2 separate regions of the Pan troglodytes genome follow, and region 1 is linked to region 2. The links are chromatin contacts, called in public HiChIP or PLAC-seq maps. All regions are on one chromosome and are shown on one strand. Each heading gives the region's core, a stretch centred on a gene start, on an enhancer-like site or on the middle of the called end of the contact. The rest is flanking DNA. Distances are from core to core; before and after follow the strand shown. Region 1 holds the start of ARHGAP39 (Rho GTPase activating protein 39). Region 2 holds the start of LRRC24 (leucine rich repeat containing 24).

Region 1 (6,919 bases), core at 1,405-3,904, 160 kb after region 2:
GTAGTCCCAGCTACTCGGGAGGCTGAGGCAGGAGAATGGCGTGAACCCAGGAGGCAGAGCTTGCAGTGAGCCGAGATTGTGCCACTGCACTGCAGCCTGGGTAACAGAGCGAGACTCTGTCTCAAAAATTAAAAATAAAAATAAAATAAAATAAAATATTCTTTTTTTTTTTTTTTTTTTTTTGAGACAGAGTCTCGCTCTGTCGCCCAGGCTGGAGTGCAGTGACACAATCTCGGCTCACTGCAAGCTCCGCCTCCTGGGTTCAAGCGATTCTGTGTCTCAGCCTCCCAAGTAGCTGGGACTACAGGCATGAGCCACCACACCCAGCTAATTTTTGTATTTTTAGTAGAGACGGGGTTTCACCATGTTGGTTAGGCTGATCTTGAACTCCTGACCTCAAGCGATCTGCTCACCCCAGCTTCCCAAAGTGCTGGCATTACAGGCGTGAGCCACCGCACCTGGCCATTTTTCTCTAAGAACGTCTTAAAACAATCTTATATAATAATTCATCTAAGTATGTGAGGCTTGTCTGTCTTTTACCTTTATAAACATGTGTTCAAATATGACCTCAGCTTTCTTGTGTGAGAAACCAGCGCCACAGACTTCCAGCTTAATGTAAACTTCCAGTTTACATTACGTTGGCAGTGCTGGAGAAACTGAAGACCCACTGACCCAGCACATGCACCCCGGAAGCACCAGATCTTGGCAGTAATAACCATTCCTAACTTTCTAAAACACAGTGTGCCACGAACAAAGTGTTTCACAAGTCTTAATTCACTGAGTCCTCACAGCAACCCTATGAGGCCAATATTATTAGTGTTCCCATTTTACAGATGAGAAGCCAAAGGCACAGAGACCTTGCCGAAGACCACAAAGCCAGTAAACAGAAGAGTCGAGACTCAGAGGCGGGCAGCCTGGCTCCAGAACCCGCCCTCCTGTCCACTCTGCTCCCCTGCCTCTCAGGAAGACAGCTGGCTAGACCAAGTGCAGGGAGCGAGGCGCCACCCCCATTCATTCACTCCAAGCATTTATGGCTACAGAGCCTGCGCCCAGGGCGGTTTATGGAATGAGTCTCCTCGATTTACAGCCACACCTCCTATCAAATCGCCTTTCCCTCCCCCGGCGCGAGAATCGCACCTTGCTCTTTGTGGATCGGGCGCCGCCGACGGAACCACCTGCTGTCTATAGAGGGCACCTAGGACGCAGCGTCCAATTCCCCTCACTGGCTTCAAAAGACAAATCTCCGTATTGTTGTACCAGGACGCACGAGAAGCCTCACCACTGTAGGTTTTTCAGCAGAGGTCACTGGAGGTCTGGTTAAACCCGTACAGCACTGAGGGGGAGGGGGCCCGGCTGCGTTTCCGAAGCTGCGCAGCGCCCACAGCAGCTGCTGGTGGGAAGCGGCTCGGAACACACCCACAGCTGCCAAGGAGCCGGCTGCACGTTTTAAAATAAAAAACGTCCTGGGCCCCAAAATGCACAGCCTGCCTCGCTCGCCGCCCTGGGCACGGAACGCCGCCTCCACCCACAGCACTCCAGCAACTGGGAAGCAACCGAGGGAATTCCAGCTCGGGGGGCAACCGGGAGGGGAAGGCTCCGAGCGCCGGAGCCCCAGCCCGCGCCTGCCGCAGAGGCGAGGCCGCAGAGCCCACCCGCAGGCGGCCATGACCCCACCTGGAGACGCCCATGTCCGCTCCCTGCGCCCCGGGGACAAAGCCCGAGGCTGAACCGCAGCGCACCGCAGCCCTGCACCCGCGCCGCCCTTCAGGACGCGGGCACCAGCCCCGACCGGCGGGCATCCACCTTGTCCCCACTCCGACGGCGCCCGGGAATGCGGCCGGTGCCCCGAGCTCAGGCTGGGCACACGTGCACCCACACCCACCACGGGCGGGGTCCCCTCACACCCCCCTCGGGCAGGGGCACACTCACACCCATCTAGGGCCGGGCACACTCACACCCCCCTCGGGCAGGAGCACACTCACACCCCCCTGGGGCCGGACACACCCACACTCCCCTCGGGCCGGGCACACTCATACCCACCGTGGACAGGGGCACACTCACACTCACTCTGGACAGGGGCACACCCACACCCACATTGGGGCCGGGCACACTCACAACCACCTAGAGCAGGGACACAACTCACCCTGGACAGGGTACAGTCACACCCACTTCGGGCCGGGCACACGCGCACTCACCCACCCTCAGACTCCCAGCCCGGCCCGTCGGCGCGCACCCGGGCCCCGCGCGGCCTTGGCCCCTCGAGCCTCCGCGCCCCCCGCCCGGCCGGGCCCCGCACACCCACGCCCCCTCCCTCCACGGCCCAGTCACAGCCCCTCCCGCCGCTGCAGTCGCCGCGGGCCTGGATTCCTTGCGCTGCCGGGCCTGCAGCCTCCGCCGAGGCTGGGCCAGGACCACGGGGACCGCAGCGCCGGCCCCTCCGCCATCTTCCTGGCCCGCGCCGCCCACCGCCCGTTGCCCGCGCTCTCACCGGCCGGCTGCGCGCGGGCCGCGCCGCCACAGTCCCTCATCCCGGCCCGCGCGACGCGCGTGAGCCGGCCGCCGCTCCCCGGCCTCTCTGCTGCTCCGCCGCTGCTGCCGCGGCAGCCCGTGCTGTCGGCGTCCTCCGCCGCCGCCGCCGCCGCCGGCCCAGTGCGCGGCGGCCGCGCGTCCTCCCGTCACCAAGCGCAACCCCCCGCCTCCGGCTCCGCCCCCGCGGCGGTCACCACCCGCCGCCAGGGGGCACTGCCTCGCGAGGCCGCATCACGCATGCGCTGGCGCGCGGCATGCCGGGAGCCGGAGTCCCGCGGAGGGCGCGCGCGGCATGCTGGGAGCCGCCTGGCCCCGCCCCTTCGCCGCGCCAGAGGCCTCCCGCGGGGACCTACCCTGTGAGTTAGCGGTGTCTTTCCGTCTCTTTTGGTGCAGAGCAGTTACCATCTGACACGTCTCGGTGTGGTTTGGTGTAATTTTGCCGTCTCAAACCACGTTGGGCTTCCCGAGTCTGAGATTTCACTTTTCTTCGACTCTAGAAATACAGCCATTCTTCTCAAAACGTGGGCTGCCCTGTTCCTCAGTCCTTCTTGTGGCGGGCTCGTGTCTTTTCACCTCCTGTTATTCTCACCTTTTTAGTCCTGTCACTTTTACTCGGTCATTCACTCAGCTGCAGCTCGACTAGTGCTCCGTTCGGCGTTTTCTAATCTGCATTCAGTCTGGTTTTCTAGATTCTCTTAGTGCCAGGTGCGTTTCTGGAAATTAAATCTGACTGGCATTTCTGGAGAAACGGAGGCTAAACAGCCTGAAGCTTCGATAGTAGAAGACAGGGGCGCACACCCTTCAGTCCTGGACATTCCCTGGGTCCTCAACCGTGAGAAGCCGCAAAGGGCTGAAAGGCCCCCGTCAAAAGTCATCCGTGGAGCTCCACCTCCTGCCCTGCAGCTCACTCGCCTTGCAGGGACTCTCCCGCCTCAGGAGATCTCCCGTCGGGCTGTCTCGCCGCCCGCCGTCACACTTCACTCTTCACTCTTATACACAGTGCTTTTTCGCCTCCCGCTCCCTCTCCACTGTATTCACTTAGAAAACCCAACTGGGCGAGCCCAACCCTTCTCCTCCATGACTACTGAAGAAAATCACACATCCAGGCTGACTGCCTTCGCCTTAAACTTGTGACAACACACTGGCGGCGAGCACCTCCCACCCCCGTGACCACACACTGGCGGTGAGCACTTCCCACCCCTGTGACCACACACTGGCGGTGAGCACTTCCCACCCCGTGACCACACATTTACAGTGAGCACTTCCCACCCCCGTGACCACACACTGGCGGTGAGCACTTCCCACCCCCGTGACCACACACTGGCGGTGAGCACTTCCCACCCCCGTGACCACACACTGGCGGTGAGCACTTCCCACCCCCGTGACCACACACTGGCGGTGAGCACTTCCCACCCCCGTGACCACACACTGGCGGTGAGCACTTCCCACCCCCGTGACCACACACTGGCGGTGAGCACTTCCCACCCCCGTGACCACACACTGGCGGTGAGCACTTCCCACCCCCGTGACCACACACTGGCGGTGAGCACTTCCCACCCCCGTGACCACACACTGGCGGTGAGCACTTCCCACCCCCGTGACCACACACTGGCGGTGAGCACTTCCCACCCCCGTGACCACACACTGGCGGTGAGCACTTCCCACCCCCGTGACCACACACTGGCGGCGAGCACCTCCCACCCCCGTGACCACACAGTGGCGGCGAGCACCTCCCACCCCCGTGACCACACACTGGCGGCGAGCACCTCCCACCCCCGTGACCACACACTGGCGGCGAGCACCTCCCACCCCCGTGACCACACACTGGCGGCGAGCACCTCCCACCCCCGTGACCACACACTGGCGGCGAGCACCTCCCACCCCCGTGACCACACACTGGCGGCGAGCACCTCCCAACCCCGTGACCACACACTGGCGGCGAGCACTTCCCACCCCGTGACCACACATTTACGGTGAGCACTTCCCACCCCCGTGACCACACACTGGCGGTGAGCACTTCCCACCCCCGTGACCACACACTGGCGGTGAGCACTTCCCACCCCCGTGACCACACACTGGCGGTGAGCACTTCCCACCCCCGTGACCACACATTTACAGTGAGCATTTCCCACCCTGGTGACCACACACTTAACTAATTAAAAATATAGAAAATATTTATAGAGGACATTTAACTCTTTTTTTTTTTTTTTTTTTTGAGATGGAGTCTTGCTGTGTCACCTAGGCTGGAGTACAGTGGCGCCATCTTGGCTCATTGCAACCTCTGCCTTCTGGGTTCAAGCAATTCTCCTGCCTCAACCTCTTGAGTAGTTGGGATTACAGGTGCCCACCACAACTCCTGGCTAATTTTTTGTATTTTTAGTAGAAATAGGGTTTCACCGAGTTGGCCAGGCTCCTCTCAAACTCCTGACCTCAAGTGATTCACCCACCTCAGCCTCCCAAAGTGTTGGGATTACAGGCGTGAGCTACCACACCTGGCCAAGGACACTTAACTCTTTAAGGACTTAAAAAGAAAATCTAAAGTCCCCACTAATGGAGGGGGACCTGTGTGGTGGCTCACAGCTGTAATCCCATTGCTTTTCCAGGCTAAGGTGGAGGAACGCTTGAGATCAGGAATTCGAGACCAGCCTGGGCTGCATAAGGCAACCCCGTGTCTACAAAAAGAAATTTTAAATTAGCCAGGCGTAGTCAAGAGGCTGAGGTGTGAGGATCACTTGAGCCTGGGCAGGTCGAGGCTGTGGTGAGCTGTGATCACACCACTGCACTCCAGCCTGGGCAACAGAGCGAGACCCTGTCTCAGAAAGTAAAACAATAATAAATAAATGGAGGAACATAGCACGCTCGTGGACCAGGTGGTATAACATAGTAAAGATGTCGAGTCTTCCTAAAGTTATATAGAAATCCAAAATGTTAATAATCTTAATTCCAGCAAGATTTTTTGAGGACTATAACAACATATTTTTAAAATTGCACAAAATAATATAGATCTAAAAATAGCACGTCCAATTGTGAAGGAGGACATGAAGGGGGACGGACCCTGCCAGAGATTAAGGTCTGCTCCTGAGCCGGGGTGTTTCACAGGCCCAGAAACACGCAAGGGAATGGAGCAAAGAGTTTAATCACATCCACACATCAAAACCAACGAGAAAAGGTCTATTGTTTAATAGAGCCTCTGTTTGTGAGCTACAGGGAGAAAAAGGAAGTTGGATCCCTGGGCCACCCCGGGGTATTTACACATCCGTGTTCCTCTCCTAGGGAGGTGCCCAGGGCTCGCCTGGCGCATCACAGGGTGCCTGCAAGTTTGACTTTTTTTCCTACAAGTATTTAACTAGAAGTAAGTTTGACTTTTTAAGAAGCCATCACACCACTCCCAGCAGCTCTCGCGAGTTACAGCTTCTCTGCGTTCTCACTAACACCTGCTGTGGCCAGTCTTCTGGTTTTCTTTTTGTTTTTTGTTTGTATTTAAAATACGTAACATAAAATTTACCATCTTAACCATCTTTTTTTTTTTTTTTTTTTTTTTTTGAGAAGGAGTCTCACTCTGCCGCCCAGGCTGGAGTGAAGTGGCGTGATCTTGGCTCACTGCAACTTCTGCCTCCCAGGTTCAAGCGATTCTCCTGCCTCAGCCTCCCGAGTAGCTGGGATTACAGGCATGTGCCACCATGCCCAGCTAATTTTTTGTATTTTTAGTAGGGATGGCGTGTCACCATGTTGGCCAGTCTGGTCTCAAACGCCTGACCTCAGGTGATCTGCCCGCCTCAGCCTCCCAAAGTGCTGGGATTACAGGCGTGAGCCACCGCACCAGGCCTATTTTTAATTTTTTGAGAAACCACCGAACTCTTTTTCACAGCAATTGTACCGTTTTGTTATTTATTTATTTTTAAGATGGAGTTTCACTCTTGTCGCCCAGGCTAGAGTGCAATGGCATGATCTCAGCTCACTGCAGCCTCTGCCTCCCCAGTAGCTAAGATTCAAGCGATTCTCCTGCCTCAGCCTCCCCAGAAGCTGAGATTACAGGTGCCTGCCACCATGCCCAGATAATTTTTGTATTTTTAGTAGAGACGGGTTTTCACCATGTTGGCCAGGCTGGTCTTGAACTCCTGACCTCCCACCCACGTTGGCCTGCCAAAGTGTTGGGATTACAGGCGTGAGCCACTGCAAAATTGTACCATTTTACATTCCCACCGACAGTGCATAAGGGCTCCAATTTCTCCATATCCTCTCCAACACTTGTTAATTTCTGTTTTTTTTTTTACAGTAGTCATCCTAATGGATGTGAGGCGATATCTAATTGTGATTTTGATTTCCATTACCCTAATGATTAGCGATGTTGAACAACTTTTCATGTACTTATTTGCTCTACTTATATTTT
Region 2 (6,519 bases), core at 2,615-5,114:
GACAGAGGGCGGAATGCAGATGAGGCTGCTGTGGGATACGTCCAGGAGACTCTGGAGCGCCAGGCGCGGGGGCTCTGCACACATGATCTTCCTGTCCCTGGAGGTGAGCAGCCGCTGGCCGCCCTCCTTGATCCAGGCACCCAGCCAGTGCAGGGCGCAGTCACAGCGCCATGGGTTCTCTGTGGGAGAGCAGCATTAGGCAGGTGGCTTGAGGGTGCTGCTAAAACAGCCTGTGCAGTTAGGGTTTTGCAGGCCAGGACAGAGGCCTCTTTCCCACCTCCCACAGCTTTTTCACACGGAGTCCAAGGCCCCTGCCACCCCTTCCTTGACCCCAAGCTCCTTGGGGCGGCAGGCCCTTCACCCTCGCCCCCCTCCCCTTTAGCTCTGTGATGCCTGCCTGTTACAGATCACTTCTCCGTCGGTCTCTGAGAAAGCACCTGCTCCTTAAGTCTTCCTGCAACAAGTGCCACTGTTTTTAGGAACCTGGGCGTCCACATAGACATCTCACCAGCACTGAAACCTCACAAGTCCTCTCAGCCTTGTCTTTGGATGCCCTCTCTTGGGAATGTCCCCAGTCCTGGTCAGCTGTCTCTCTCCTTTGCAATTTTGTCTGCCTCCCCTCTGACAGCCTAAAAGTGTGCAGAACCCTCAATTCTGTTAAGTCACCCTGTGGAGTTCCTGTCTTCTGTTTTCCCCAGGCAGGGTGCCTGAGCTGTATCCCCCAGCACACCCACTCCCGCAGCCCTCCACTGTGGCTGCAGGTGGTGGTGCAGCCTTCCAGACTGCTGCCCAGTTGCCTGATGTCAGAGCCCCTCCACACATGAGCCTGCTCCCTACTGCCAACACCGTGGCCCAGACAGAGACGCTTTCCGAGGAAGAGGTACCTGTGAGGCGCAGGACTTGCAGACTGGCCAGGGGCTGCAGGGCCTCTCGGCTGATGGTGCCCAGCTGGTTCCTGCTGAGGTCCAGCAGTGCTAGGGAGGACAGCCCCGCTAGAGCCTGGTCCTCCAGCAGCTCAATGCTGTTTTCTTGCAGGTGAAGCTCCTGCAGTCGCTGAAGTAAGGACAGCAGATCGTGAGGAAAAAGGGCGCCGAGGTTGGGGGCATGTCTCTCTTCTTACCAAGCTAGACTGGGTTGCCTTTTCTAACTATTCCAGCCCTACAGGGCGAGGGGCCATAATGGAGTATCCCGCCCCTTTAGACCCCAGGCGCTCACCGGCAGGTGCAAGAAGGTGAAATCCAGCAGCCGCGCCAGCTGGTTGCCCGCCAGGTAGAGCACGCGCAGCTGGGCCAGGCCTACGAAGGCGCCGCTGCGCAAGCCGCGCAGCCGGTTGCTAGTGAGCGCCAGCTCCAGCAGGCGCGGCTGCGCGCGGAAGGCGCCGGCCTCCAGGGCGCGCAGGCTGTTGTTGTGCAGGTAGAGCCGGCGCAGAGCGTCGAGTGGCGCCAGGGCTCCCGGCTCTAGGCGGGCGATGTTGTTGTCCTGCAGGAAGAGTGTCTGCAGGCCGGGGAAAGAGGAGGCGCTTACCCCGCTGCGGGGGTCTTCCTCTCCCTGGGGGCACCCCGTCCTCCCGCAGCTCCACACGGTGCCCACCTGCGTCCCTGGCGGGATTCCCAGCGGGACGACGCGCAACCGCAGGGCGCCACACTCCACCGTGGCGCTGTAGCAGCGGCAGGCTGCTGGGCAGCCGGCGGCGCGGAGCGGCAGTAGTAGCAGCAGCAGCGGCAGCAGTGCGGGGGCCCTCAGGGCCATCTCCCGAGGCCCGGTTCCTCACCGGCCCTTCCGCGGTTCAGCCGCAGACGCGTGCCCTCCTGAAACACAGGTTGGCAGGCCAGTCTCGGCAGTCGAGAGCCAGCCAATAGATGGAATGGAGGCCTGCACCTGCGTCTAACTTTTGACGCTATAAATCGGTTCAAGAAACTAATAAAACGTTCTGGTTTTCTCCTTTGACAAAAACATTTTCTTAAAGCTCTGGGGCATCAGGTTCAAATTTAGAATTCCTGGTGTCCTCAGTTTCTTCACAGGATGTGACCATGTAGGGAGAGCCACCCAACCCTGTCACCTTCTCTTTCTCCACCCATGCCCAGCAGGTCAGGAGCTTCCTGCTCAGGACGTGGATGTGTGTCGCTTGCTGCCCCCGACTCTACCCCCAGGCAAGTGGCTGCTGCTTGGTTCTAGGGTGCAAGAAGCTGGAAGTACAGGGTATGGCTTGAGAACTTTGCTTAGGTGACAAAGCCCGGGGTCCCATTACCCAAGCATGGCTAGGAGGGGGAGAGCAGGCCCTGGGCAGACACGCCTCCTTGTGGGGGCCTGGGCAGAGCTGGCCTCAGAGGAGCTACGAGCCCCAGGGAAGTCAAGGCACAGCTTTGTCTAGCACCTGCTCCTGCTGGCCTAGGGGTGGGACCAGCTTAACTACAATTGGGCCTTTTTCTCAGGTAACCTGTCAGAGAATTGGGGGATGAGAAAAATAATAGGAAATTCGGTTCAGGAGCCATGGGTCTGTGCTTCCCATGCCGGTCCCCAGAAAGGTGTCCTGTCTTTGGGGATAGATGGGGCCCTGGGAAAGCTGGGGTGGGACAGGGGACGCCTTGGGCCACCAACTGGGTTTCTGGTGTGGCTTCCCAAGTGGGCTCTGGGAGCAGCGTGACCTCTGAGATCAGCAAGGAGCAGGGAGTTTGCTGGGGGACCATATGCATGTACTTGTAAAGAAATGGGAAGGCTGGGGTCTGGTTTCAGGAACAAGGAGCCCAGTTTTAAAAGTAGGGATCTGGGCTAAGCCAGCCAGCCCACCCGAAGCCAGGGAAAACAGGGCTGCAGGTGTCCTGTCTCCCAGCCTCATCTGGCCGGCTTCCCCAAACATTTGCCTGTCCATCAGCTCTTCCTCCTTTCGAGTCATGTGGAAAGGGACAGGACCAAGTGGCCTTGGTGTTTGTTTAAATCTTGCCCTAAATTGTAACTCACGTGATTATTTAAAGTCATTAGAAATAAGTAAGCACAGCAATAAAGTTTTAATGGAATAGCTTTGGCCCAGGCAGAGGCAGTTCCCAGATGTCTCAGGATGCGTGTGAACCCCAAGAAGTTGGGGGCGTTATCTGGGCCCTTGGGATCCATTCCCCTGGGTATAAAGTGTTGGTACGTGGCTCCAGGCCTGGCCCAGTCAGCCTCCCCCAGGAAGGCTTCTCAAGTGGAGAAGGTTCTTGGCCTCAGAACTCACGGCACTGCTGCTCACGCTGACCCCCCCACTAGATGCAGATCGGTGTAGAAGGGCCTGCCAGGGCAGGGATGAGGGCCCCAGGCGGAAAGAAGCCCAGAAATCCTTTTACCAGAGGACAACCCCCTAATCCGCTGGGCAGGGGCGGGGTGTCACACGCAGGATTCCGCGACGACTGTCACTGCCTCCTGGGCGCCCCTCTGTGCGGGAGGGGGGAGGGAAGAGGATGGAACGCCCTGTGTCTGCCTCGGGCGCAGTGCGAGGCCCAAGCTGGTCTTTGGGCGGCCCTTGCGCACCTCTGCAGCGCTGCGACCCGGTGCCTGTATCCCCCACGGCCTCCTCTGCTACCCACGAGAGCCAGTTGATTTTCGGCCGGGCTCAGGGAGGGCGTGGCCTCCGCGTTCCCCATCCCCCTCCAGGACCCACGCCCTTCTCGGAGCGCACCAGGGTCAGAGCCGGGATGGTCCCCGATCCCCCAGCGCCCCCACGCCTGGTGACCTTGGGTCGGGCGTCCCCTCACCTGACGCTCCCGCGGCGAGCGGCTCCCCCGCCGTGCAGGTGGCGGCCGGGCCCGAGCAGTCGCCGGGCTGGGAGGGGGCGGGGGACGCTCGCGCACGCGCACCAGAGCCCCGCGCCCGCCGCCAGTGCCTGACGTCTCGAGCGCAGGCCAATCCGGAGGGCGCCGGAGTCGGGTGCGCGGGGGGCGCGCGCCGTGGGGAGCGGGGTGTCCGGGAGGGCCAGGCCGCGGCAGCACCAAGGACAGCGCCGGATGGGAGGGGGGCGGGGCCCAGAGCGCGCAGGCGCACTAGGCTGCCGCGAGCGCGGGTGGCGCGGGCTTTCCGGGGCGTGGAGTCCCGGGGGAGCGGGGCGAGAGGCGCCCGCGGCCTCCCGCCTTTCCCTTGGCCCCGCTCAGGGCGGCCAAGCCGCGAGCAGCAGCGGGGCCAGGTCCATGGTGAGGGCGAGGCGGCGGCCCTGCCAGCGCACGTGCGAGGGCAGCGCAGGCGCGCCGGGCCCGTACTCGAAGCAGGCACTGAGCTCGAAGGCCAGGGCGGAGCGCACCAGGCCCACGCCGCCCGCACGCTCCGGCGCCGGGTGGTACAGGCGCCCGTTGGCGGCCAGGGGCAGCAGGCGCGCCGGCTCGAAGGGCACGGCCAGGGCCTCGCCACCGCCGCAGTAGGAGAGGCGCGGAGGCCCGTGGTCCGCGGTCAGCAGGTGCGTGAAGACCACCGGCCGGTCCTCGCAGCGCAGGAAGTTGCGCTCTCTGCCGCAGGGCGAGAGGAAGGGGAAAGCGGCCTCGTAGCGCCCGCTGCGGTTGGGTCTCAGGCGGGAGAAGAAGGTGACCAGGAACTGCGGGTCTGGGGGATGAAGGGCGCGTGTACTCAGCGCGCTGGGCTCCCAAGGCCTCCGGGCCCAGGACCATACCGAGGGCAGGCGCCGACGGTAAGAGGTTCGCCTGGCCTCACTCAGCGGGGCTCCTGAGCGCAGGACGCCCACTCCTTGGTGCGCTGGGCCCGTCGGCAGAGTCGGGGAGCCCATCAGGGGCTGCCCGGAAGGGAGAAAGAAGGGGCTGGAGAGGGAGGCACAGCATTACCTTTGAAGCAGGTGATGAAATTCTTCATTTTGGAATCATCCAGGAAAAGCTGCAGATAGAGGGCCAGGCCGTGATAAGTCCCAGCGTGCAGGTGGGGGCGGGGAAGCTCAGGAGGTCCTGAAGCTCGGGAGGTCCTGAACCGGCCCGAGCCCACTTTTCCTGCTTGTCTGTGCACACCGCATGCAGGGAGGCGCGTGAAAGGTAAACCTGGGGGCCCTGCCGACTTATCCGCATCTATGCGCACCTCTGCTCCCTGGTCAGCCAATTCTTTACCGCACCTTTTCCCTCTTTTCAAGTTTGTAATCAGTTGTACCACCTCCTCCGCGGAGACTACCTGGCCTGCTGCCTCCCGGACATGCAGCTGCCTTTTGACAGGGCTTCCAAAAAAAGGCGGGGCGGCCCGGGTGTCTCCCTGGCAGCGGCGAGAAGTCAGCGCCGGGGCTGGGGACTTGTAGGACAGAGTCCGGAGCTGCACAACGCAGCAGGGACGCGGCCCATGTAGGAGCCTCGGCCCGGACCGACCCAGCTCCCCGTCTTTCCAGCGCGCTCTCCTCCAGCTCTGAGGAGTCGAGGTTGCCCCGCCCACCCACCGCCTGGAACGTCCCTCCGGCCCCGCCCCTCGAGCAACGGTCCCGCCCACAGAGCCCCGCCCCCCCGCCCCGCCCAGAGACCTCTCCCGGCCCCGCCTCTCGAGCAACGGCCCTGCCCCCGCCCACCTGGCCCTGGTGGTCCACGTAGTAGAAATACTCGCGGGTCCGGGGCTCCGGACTCTGGCCCTGCGTGTAGGAAACGCCCCCATCCCCGCTGCAGGCCCGGGCTCCCCGCGACCGCGCCAAGACCAGGGTCCGGAGCGTCCCGCAAGGCGGCCACATTCTCCTCCCGCGCCGGAAGCGACCAGCAGGTCACGCCGGGGGCGGTGCTGCGCGAACTCGCGCCCGCCCGCAGTAGCCCCGCGCTTCGCGTTCCGGCGGCGCCCGCCTCCGCGACCCGGGCCCGGCGCTCTTCCCTCTCCCTCGGGCCTCCGGGGCTCGCCCGCCCTGGCCTTCCGAGAGGCGTGTGCCGGCGACGCCCCTTCCGGTCCGCCCCGCGTCTCTTCCCGCCCCCGGCCGCGCCCACAAGGAACAGGAGGCGGCGCAGGGTCCATGTGCACTTTATTCACTCGTGTCGTCGCCTCTCGGGTCCATGCGTCGGGGCGAGCGTCTCAGCCGGGCGGGACCGCAAAGGCCCCGGGACCACCCGACTGAGGACGCCGCCCAGGCCTCGGCAGGGCTGGGGCTTTTGTTTTTAATAAATAAAAACGGAACTCTAAAAAATATATATATAAAAACTGGGGAGAAATTAAGTTTTACAACAATTGGAACTCAAAATTCCAAAATGGAAAATGTACAAACTCGGTCCCCCAGCAGCTCTGGCCCCGAGAACAGACAGTCCCGGGCCCGGCGCCTTCCCGCTCGCTCGTCTCCTGCAGGTCTGGGATGGGGATGGGGTAGAGCTTGGTTTTTGGTCAGAAGCCAAGAAAAAAGATCGGAGAAGAAAAGAAGGAATGACCTCAACTTGCTCTGCACGGAGGACGGGGACGGCTCAGAGATAAATAGCATTTAGGTTAAAACTATGTCATTAGCAAATTTAGTTCTTATATCTTTCCCTCTATTTATATCTCTATACACGGTGGGCTGCGATGCAGGATAGATTCTGGATTTACAGTTACACGAAGAAAAAA

What was found. HiChIP or PLAC-seq counts read pairs in DNA pulled down with a chosen protein or histone mark.
Region 1: an H3K4me3 HiChIP or PLAC-seq map of stem cell-derived excitatory neurons shows a contact between it and region 2, with 4 times the contacts expected there. The contact joins the promoter of ARHGAP39 here to the promoter of LRRC24 in region 2. A contact is called at or near these places in 1 of 7 Hi-C or Micro-C datasets (stem cell-derived neural progenitor cells) and 1 of 1 datasets of contacts at active chromatin or transcription factors (stem cell-derived excitatory neurons).

What each region holds. Positions count from the first base shown.
Region 1 is chr7:155,051,678-155,058,596 of NHGRI_mPanTro3-v2.0_pri, forward strand. It overlaps ARHGAP39 (Rho GTPase activating protein 39), which reads right to left and starts at 2,655. Exons shown (of 11, transcript XM_024345394.3): 1 at 2,489-2,655.
Region 2 is chr7:154,894,171-154,900,689 of NHGRI_mPanTro3-v2.0_pri, forward strand. LRRC24 (leucine rich repeat containing 24) reads right to left here and starts at 3,865. Exons shown (of 5, transcript XM_063817499.1): 1 at 3,729-3,865; 2 at 1,591-1,808; 3 at 1,216-1,494; 4 at 885-1,053; 5 at 1-179. The coding sequence starts at 1,749. C8H8orf82 (chromosome 8 C8orf82 homolog) reads right to left here and starts at 5,703. Exons shown (of 3, transcript NM_001246478.1): 1 at 5,516-5,703; 2 at 4,800-4,848; 3 at 2,987-4,563. The coding sequence starts at 5,671. The coding sequence ends at 4,118. ARHGAP39 (Rho GTPase activating protein 39) reads right to left here. Exons shown (of 11, transcript XM_024345394.3): 11 at 5,934-6,519.